2 separate regions of the Macaca mulatta genome follow, and region 1 is linked to region 2. Evidence: chromatin contacts called from public Hi-C data. All regions are on one chromosome and are shown on one strand. Each heading gives the region's core, a stretch centred on a gene start, on an enhancer-like site or on the middle of the called end of the contact. The rest is flanking DNA. Distances are from core to core; before and after follow the strand shown.

The links. A called contact is a pair of places that touch in the nucleus more often than the background predicts.
Region 1: a contact with region 2 is called in a Hi-C map of fetal cortex germinal zone, with 2.9 times the contacts expected there. The contact joins the enhancer-like site here to the promoter of C1H1orf198 in region 2. A contact is called at or near these places in 4 of 14 Hi-C or Micro-C datasets (cortical neurons, fetal cortex germinal zone, fetal cortical plate and 1 more).

Annotation. Positions count from the first base shown.
Region 1 is chr1:18,229,867-18,233,681 of T2T-MMU8v2.0, reverse strand. All of the region lies in intron 19 of CAPN9 (calpain 9), which reads left to right. Among named protein-coding and RNA genes, the nearest start is that of CAPN9, 58 kb to the left of the region's middle. Within about 2 kb of position 2,426, at least 15 of the 40 cell types and tissues checked have an H3K27ac peak or open chromatin away from gene starts, as enhancers often do. A contact at or near this core is called in fetal cortex germinal zone and fetal cortical plate, where this site is marked.
Region 2 is chr1:18,169,069-18,172,744 of T2T-MMU8v2.0, reverse strand. C1H1orf198 (chromosome 1 C1orf198 homolog) reads right to left here and starts at 1,923. Exons shown (of 4, transcript XM_015126081.3): 1 at 1,578-1,923. The coding sequence starts at 1,910.

The DNA of each region.
Region 1 (3,815 bases), core at 1,177-3,676, 60 kb before region 2:
TAAACAAAGACTGAAAAAATTCATTATTAGCTGACCTGCCACTGAAAAAATATTAAAGGATGTATTTCAGGGTGAAAGGAAATAAAACTAGATGAGACTGTGGATCTGTAGAAAGAAATGAAGAGCACTCAAAAGGATATCTCTCGGTAAATATAAAAGACTATATAAACACGTGTTATCTTCCATTCTAATTTTGTTTGAGGGAAGACATTAGATGATATAAAGCATTAATTATTGCACTGTATTGTTGGATTTATAACAATAGAGAGATATAAAGGAGAGGGGAAGAAACAAAGTATTGAAGCAATATTTCTGTATTTTCTTAGAATTAAGTCAGTATTACCTCAGGTAAATTAAGATGCAGATTGTAATCTACAGAGCAACCACTAAGAAAATAACTCAAAAATACAGTACAACAGCAGAGGAATCAAAGTAGAATACTTAAAAAAAAAAAATGTTTAGCACAAAAGCAGTAAGGGAAGAATAGATTTTAAAAATAAGACATAGAAACAAAATGGCAGACCTTAATCCAGCCATGCTGATAATTATATTAAATATGAATAAACACTACAATCAAAAGGCAGTGATTGTCAAAATGGATAAAAAAGCAAGATTCAATTGGATACTGTCTACAAGAGATACTTCACACAAAAAGACAAAAGTTGAAAGTAAAAGGATGAAAAAGAGAGTACCATGCAAATACTGGCAATAGGAGAGCTTGAGTGCCTACATCAATATCTGAGAAAATAAAATTTAAGACAAGAAATATAATTGGAGACAAGAAATGATATTACAGTATTATAAAGGGTCAATTCATTAAGAATATATAATAATTACAAGTGTAATGGTACCTAATAGCAGAGTCTCAAAATTATGAAGCAAAAATTGATATAATTAAAAGAAGAAATGGATTATTTAGACTTAACAATTGTAGTTAGAGAGTTCAATAACCCATTAACCCATTTTTAATAACTGATAGAACAACTATTCAGAAAATTAACAAGGAAATAGAAGACATGAACAACACTATCAACCAACTTGACTAACTGACATTCATAGAACACTCTTCCCTCAAGTAATGAATGCACATTTTTTCAAAAGCACATGGAACATTCTCCAGGTTAGACCACATACTAGACCATAAAACTAATTTTTAATATATTTAAAAGAATTTAAATCACTCGGAGTATGTTCTCCAGCCACAAAGGAATTAAAATAGAAACAAAAATAAGTTTGGGAAATCCTCAAATTTTAGAAATTAACACATTTCTAAATAACTATGGGCTGAAGAGAAAAATTACAATGGAAATTAGAAAGATTTTGAACTGAATGAAACAAAAATAAAATATACTATGTATTTACACATGTCTATACACATCAACATTAATAGGATGAAGCTAAAGCAGGACTTAGAAAAGCCGAATGTTCTCAAAACAATAATTTAAGCTTCCATCTTAAGATTAGAGAAAGAGAGAAGCAAATTAAACCTTAAAAGGAAAGAAATAAAGACTAAAGCAGAAATCAATTGACTAGCAAAGAGAAAAATAATAGAGAACATCAAAGAAATGAAAAGGTGATTCTTAAAAAAGATTGCAAAATTGATAAACTTTTAACTAAACTGACCAAGAAAAAAAAGAGAAAACACAAATTAACAATCAAGAATCTAAGAGCAGGCATCACTGCTGACCCATCAGAAATTAAATGAATGATAAGTGAATGTTTTAAACAACTTTATGTCAACAAATTAGACAACTTAGATGGAATGGAAAAAATCCTAGAAAAAGATAAATTACCAGAACTACCTTCAGAGAATACTGAAAATCTGAATAGACCTATGCATTAGTCCACTGTCACACTCTAATAAAGACATACCTGAGACTGGTTAATTGGTAAAGGAAAGAGATTTAGTTGACTCACAGTTCAGCATGGCTGGAGAAGTCTCAGGAAACATATAATCATGGTGGAAGGTGAAGGGGAAGCAAGGTACCCTCTTCACAAAGCAGCAGGAAAGAGAAGTGCCAGCAGGGGAAATGCAAGACACTTATAAAACCATCAGATCTCATGAGACTCACTCATTACCATGACAACAGCATGGGGGAAACTGCCCCCATGATTCAATTAATCTCCACTTGGTCCTGCCCTTGACATATGGGGATTATAAGGATTAAATTCAAAGTGAGATGTGGGTGGGGACACAGAGCCAAACCATATCAACCTACAACATGAAACATATCATACCATATCAACCTATAACATTTTGGTCCTGAGACCAAATCCTTTGGACAGTGCCTGGAGAGAACCTCAAGTCGTAGTCATGTTTATCTGAAATACAGAGCATGCCTCCAGGCTCCTCTCCACCCTGTGCTGTGCAGAGCTACGCAGTGCACTGAGGGGCCAGGGCTTCAGAAAGCACAGAGCATGTGACCTGGTTGGCAGAGGTACCCGGTTCATTGGTGCCAGCCCAATTCAGTGTACTGGATCATTAGTAGAAACAAAGAACCATTCTACTGAGAGCCAAGACCGCCTGCCAAGTACCAGTGTGAAGGCTGCCTCGTCACCACAGCTGTGAATCAAGAGTAGGCTGTGCTTGCTACTGATGCCAGCCTGGGGCATTTTCCCAGCCCCACAGTGCCTTTCTGAGTGGGAGGAGAGGCAGAGGGTGAGACTCTCCTTGGCGCCTGAACAGTGCCTCTGATGGAAGAACGTAGCTCAGTGATAGTCCCGAGGAGGTTTATTGGTTCATTATCAGTAGGACTCTCCAAGGAAAGGGAACCACTGAACCATATGGAGCAACTGCAGGATCATGTAATGGAAGCAGCACTGAACCTAGAGTTTGAGTCCTGTATTCCAGTCTAGAACTTACCTCCAGCTAGCTGTGTGGACTTAACCATATCACTTAACCTCTTTGGGCCACCATGCACCTTGCAATTGTGTGCCTCTTTCTCTTCCTCTGGGAACTAGAAGGCCAGATCAAGTGTGGCTCAGTCCTGGTCTAACTGGACGGATGGAGAGAAGGTAGCAGAAGTGGGGCCAGCAAGCCTGAGAATTCATCTGATTCTCTGACAGCTCAGAGTTATGAGAAGAATGTGGTCATGCAGAAGATTCTCTGTAGACCACATCAGGACCTGGATTCTCAGAAAGCTGTACTCCTCCTGCCTTTCAACATCTCAACACACTCAGCTCCTACATTATACACACTTACCGGAACCCGACTTGTCTGTATGGGTTTAGCGTTCTCTCTTGTCCTTCCCAGCCTACCTTCTACATTCTAAAAAGAGAGTCACCCACCCGGACGATCTCCTTGCAGTCACTTTTCAATGCACTGAAAGAGCTTCCTTAGTCAGAACAGTGAACAGTATGTTTTCAAACAAAAGGGGCTCACTGCCCAGTGTGCTAGAAGCCAATGCTATATGACACCGCATTTCTGAGAAAAGAAAAGCTTTATACTGCAAGCTGATTCACAAGAAGACTAGAACGTCAAGCTCAAATCTGTCTTCTTGTGCTGGCTCCAAAGCAGTATTTTTATTAGAAAAGATTCTGAGATTAGTAGGTGATTGGTGGAGGAAAGAGGAAGTCTAGAAAGTCCTTGGGCATGTGTTTTTATCTCTCCATGCCTCCTCATGAGTTCCCTATGCAAATTTCAGGGGAATTAGTATGAAACATGTGGTGGAAATTCAGGCTGTGACATCAGCAAGCTCGTCCTGCACAGACTCCAATTGGCCGTGGTGGTTACAACTGATTTCAGCCAGTTTTTAAAAAATCTCGTAGGCAGAGGGAGTTTCAGTGTTTCAGCAAGTTCTTTTTTTACCTGCCAT
Region 2 (3,676 bases), core at 674-3,173:
TTTGATCATGAGTAGGCGTGTAGATATTCTTAGCTGGACACCAAGCTAAGGGAAAATGACAGTCACTCTCCAACATTTGTAAGTACTTAGAAGTTTACTTCCTCTCATATTTATTCGTGACTCTTCCAAAGGAGTGCTGCCTGCTTTTTCATCCCCCAAATCTGGGCGCAAACACTGCACACATGTCTTTATAAATACGCATATTTTCCCACTGAAAATGTTTCGGCTCTAGGAATATATTTTAAAACCTATATTTTCCCCTCCCCAGTTTACCACACCCTGTTTTTCCTGGCAAAGCCATCAGAATTTGAAGTCCAGTAGAGAATTTCCTTTTGATTCCATCAGAATAGAGCAACATTGGCATCATCCTTCAGTCATTTCACATTTCCCTCACATTAAAGTGGGTTTATGACCACGAACACTTTGTATTAATAAATGTCTCAGCACACCCAAGCCTGAAAATCTGATCTAAACCTCCTTAACTTGAATTCCATCCATAATCCACAACTTCTTCAGAAAAAAAACTCTTCCCAGCTTCTCTCCCCTCTAGCCTAAGAAACAGCCTTAACAGCAAGCAATTTCATTCTCATACTTTTTGCTCTGCTTGACTTTGCTCCTCATGGCAAAAGTTGAGTTTGAAAGGCCAAAGAGCCACAGTGCAAATTCTAATGGCACCAAACAAGCTTCGGTTAAACACATTTCTAAGAAAAAGAAGACCAAGTTTCTGAACCCCACAGAAGATTCAGGCCTTTGTGTCTAAGTGTGGGTCATCCCTGAGCTTTTTCTGGAACAGATTCGGCGTTTCTACTGCCCCTCCAGCAGTCTGGACAGTGCCTAGATCTGAGACCTAAACATGCCCTGTTATGTGGCCAAGACTTACTGGAGCTCATTTAAGCTTATCATCCCTTAGTTTTTTGGTGGAAAACAGGGTCACCGTGCTCACCCCTAAAACATACCCTGGACGTCGTGCTCACTTGGAAAACATCTTAGGGTGATGGATGGGTTTCCCTCCTTATCTTGGAAGACACCTTTTCTTTCCTGTTGCCTGGCTTGGCAATTTTACTTTCCCCATACATCTCATCACAAGTATTCATGTTAATATATATCATATGCTGAGTGCCTTCACGGGCAGGCACGGGATGGGCGTTATTATCCCTGTTTTACACAGTGGAAACTGAGGCTCTAAGAAGTTAATTCACCCACCGCCATACAAGTAGTAAGTAGCAGAGCTGGATTAAAACCCAGGTTTGTCTGGTTTAAAACTGCTTGTTGTTTCCACTTTGGTCAGCCTCGCTTACGACAGCTCCGGGAGAAGTCTCTGGAGTCCGTGCGAGCCGGCGGATCAGGTTTAGATGGAGGTTCTTTAACGACCCCACCTCTCGGCGATCTCTTAACCAACTCCCCCAGCGGAACTCCCATTCCCCGACCTTCGGCTCTGGGGCTCCCCTCCCACCCACTGCCATTCCTGCCTCTTCCTTTCCAGCCCCTAGCAGCTGGGGCGGCCTCACGCCGGCATGTGCCCCCCCGGGCCGGGGCGCCAGGCGGGGAAGAGGGTCCGCGGCCAGGCCCGCACCTACCTCGTCCCCGAAGCGCACCACCTTCTGGCCCGTGGGCCCGCGCAGGCCGGGGAAGCGCGTGAGCTCCTCCGAGTCCCCGGGGTCTCGGGGCGCCGGAGCGCGCGGCCCCACCAGGCACCGGTCGATGATCTCGTCCTGCTGCGCGGGCGGCAGCCGCGCCCACTCGGGCCCGTACTTCTCGCGGATCTTCTCCTTGTCCTGCATGATCTTCCTGGCCATGGGGCTCAGCGACGAGAAGTAAGTGAAGCGCTTTCGCTCCCGGTCGTCAAGAGGCCGGTTCCCGCTCATGACCGCCGAGCGCGAGGCCGCGATAGCCGCCGCCATGGACGCCATGCCCGGCCCGCCTGCCGCTCCCGGCCCGCGCCCCGCCCCGCGCTGTGCCCGCCCCCGCCCCGCCCCGCGCCGCCCAGAGCCCCGCCCCCTCCGGGAACCCCGCCCTGCACAGCCGCGGACCCGGGTCTCCCAGCCAACCCATCTCCCCAAGCCCCGGGACCCCGGCCCTCCGCGGCCCTCTCCCCGGGAGCTCCTCCCTCCGCTCCCCTCCCCCTGCCCCCCCTCGCGGACCCCAATGGGTCCCCCTTTACGCCTCCATAGTGGATTCCCGCGGTGCCAGCAGGTTTCGGGTTCCCCTTAGCCGGCTGAGGTGGTGGCCGGCGTGTCCCCGAGCCGGCGCTTGGCGCCCTGAGAGTGTGGCCGTGGTTAATTCCCGGTAGTGACCGCCATAGCGCCACGTGGCCACTGCTTGACAAAGGAAACTTTTTTCAACCTCCAGTGAGCCTAAGAAAGCCCCAGCATTTCGGGCCGAGCCGCTGGCTGCCTGGCTTCTGTTTTTACTCCTTTCCTTCTGTCCCTTTCCCGGACGAGCCACACCTTCTCTGCTTTCTCTGGGCCAGTCCGGGACGCTGGGCCCGGGGCCTGGCGCGGTGAGCTGCAGATAGCCGGGGCCGCAGGACAGCCCGGAGGCGGGAGGGAGACGTGGAAGGCTAGACCCGTGCGGGGCGTCTGGTTCTGGCTTCCCCTCAGGGCCGGGAGTGTGCATGAAGTAGCCGGTAGCCCAGGTGCCTTTCCCCAACCCAAGGAGCTCAGAACTCTTGGCAGTTCGATGTTCGCAAACAAACCCAAGAGGAGCAGAAAGTTTTCAGACTCAGAGGCGACATCCCAACAGTAGGGGGCCGGGGTTTGTAATTTTGAGGTGTGTCCCAGACCGCAAAATTTAAATTATAGAGAGCCCCTACTTCCCCCAGCCCCCTCTCTCTGTCTGACTTATTTTAACAAGACTAACAGGACTCAGATGAGAATTGTGTCCACTCGTAAAATAAAAAAAATAAAAAAACAGCATTTCAGCTGTTACTTAGAGTCTTTGCTTGGATAATTCTGAACACAGAGTAGAAATAACTTGCAAAGTCCTATTTTAAATGTGAGATGGCCTCATCTTCCGGCCCAGAAATCCTCAGAATATTTTTGGAATGTCATGAATGTGGCAGGCTCTACAGTTAAAGACATTATTATCAACAGTGTTCACAACATAATATATTGAAGCAGGGAAAGGCAAGAACCACCAAATATAGCCTCCACAGTAAGTGGCGGGTTGTTTATGAGACGGGAAGTTTAAGGACAGTTTTTTGGGGTATGAACTTCTGTTTAAGTTGATGCTACAGAGGCTCAGTACACTGACCTGAACCCCACTGATTTCTCTCCTCTAATCCTTGTTTAATAATGTAGGTAATATTTAAAGATGTATTCTTGAAATTTAATTAACATCCCCAGGCTTGCTTTGATATTCACATGAGAAGCTGCCTGTACCCTTAGAAACTTGGTCTCATGATGTTTTCAAAGCAGTTGTAGAAATAATTGTTGCTTTCAAAAAGAAAAAGCACAACCCCATGAGGTGTTCTGGGTCTGGCAATAATTGATTGTCAAAGAAGTTTTCAAGATAACAAAAGCATGAGATAATTCAGGGACATTGGCCAAAGTATGTAAAGTCTGTGATCTGAATGATAAGGGGGTAACTAAAAGAAAAATTCTTCCAGATTATAAGAAGAAACCCAGGGGAATTAAAATATGGCTCTAACAGATGACTTGGCTGAAATTAGAAACAT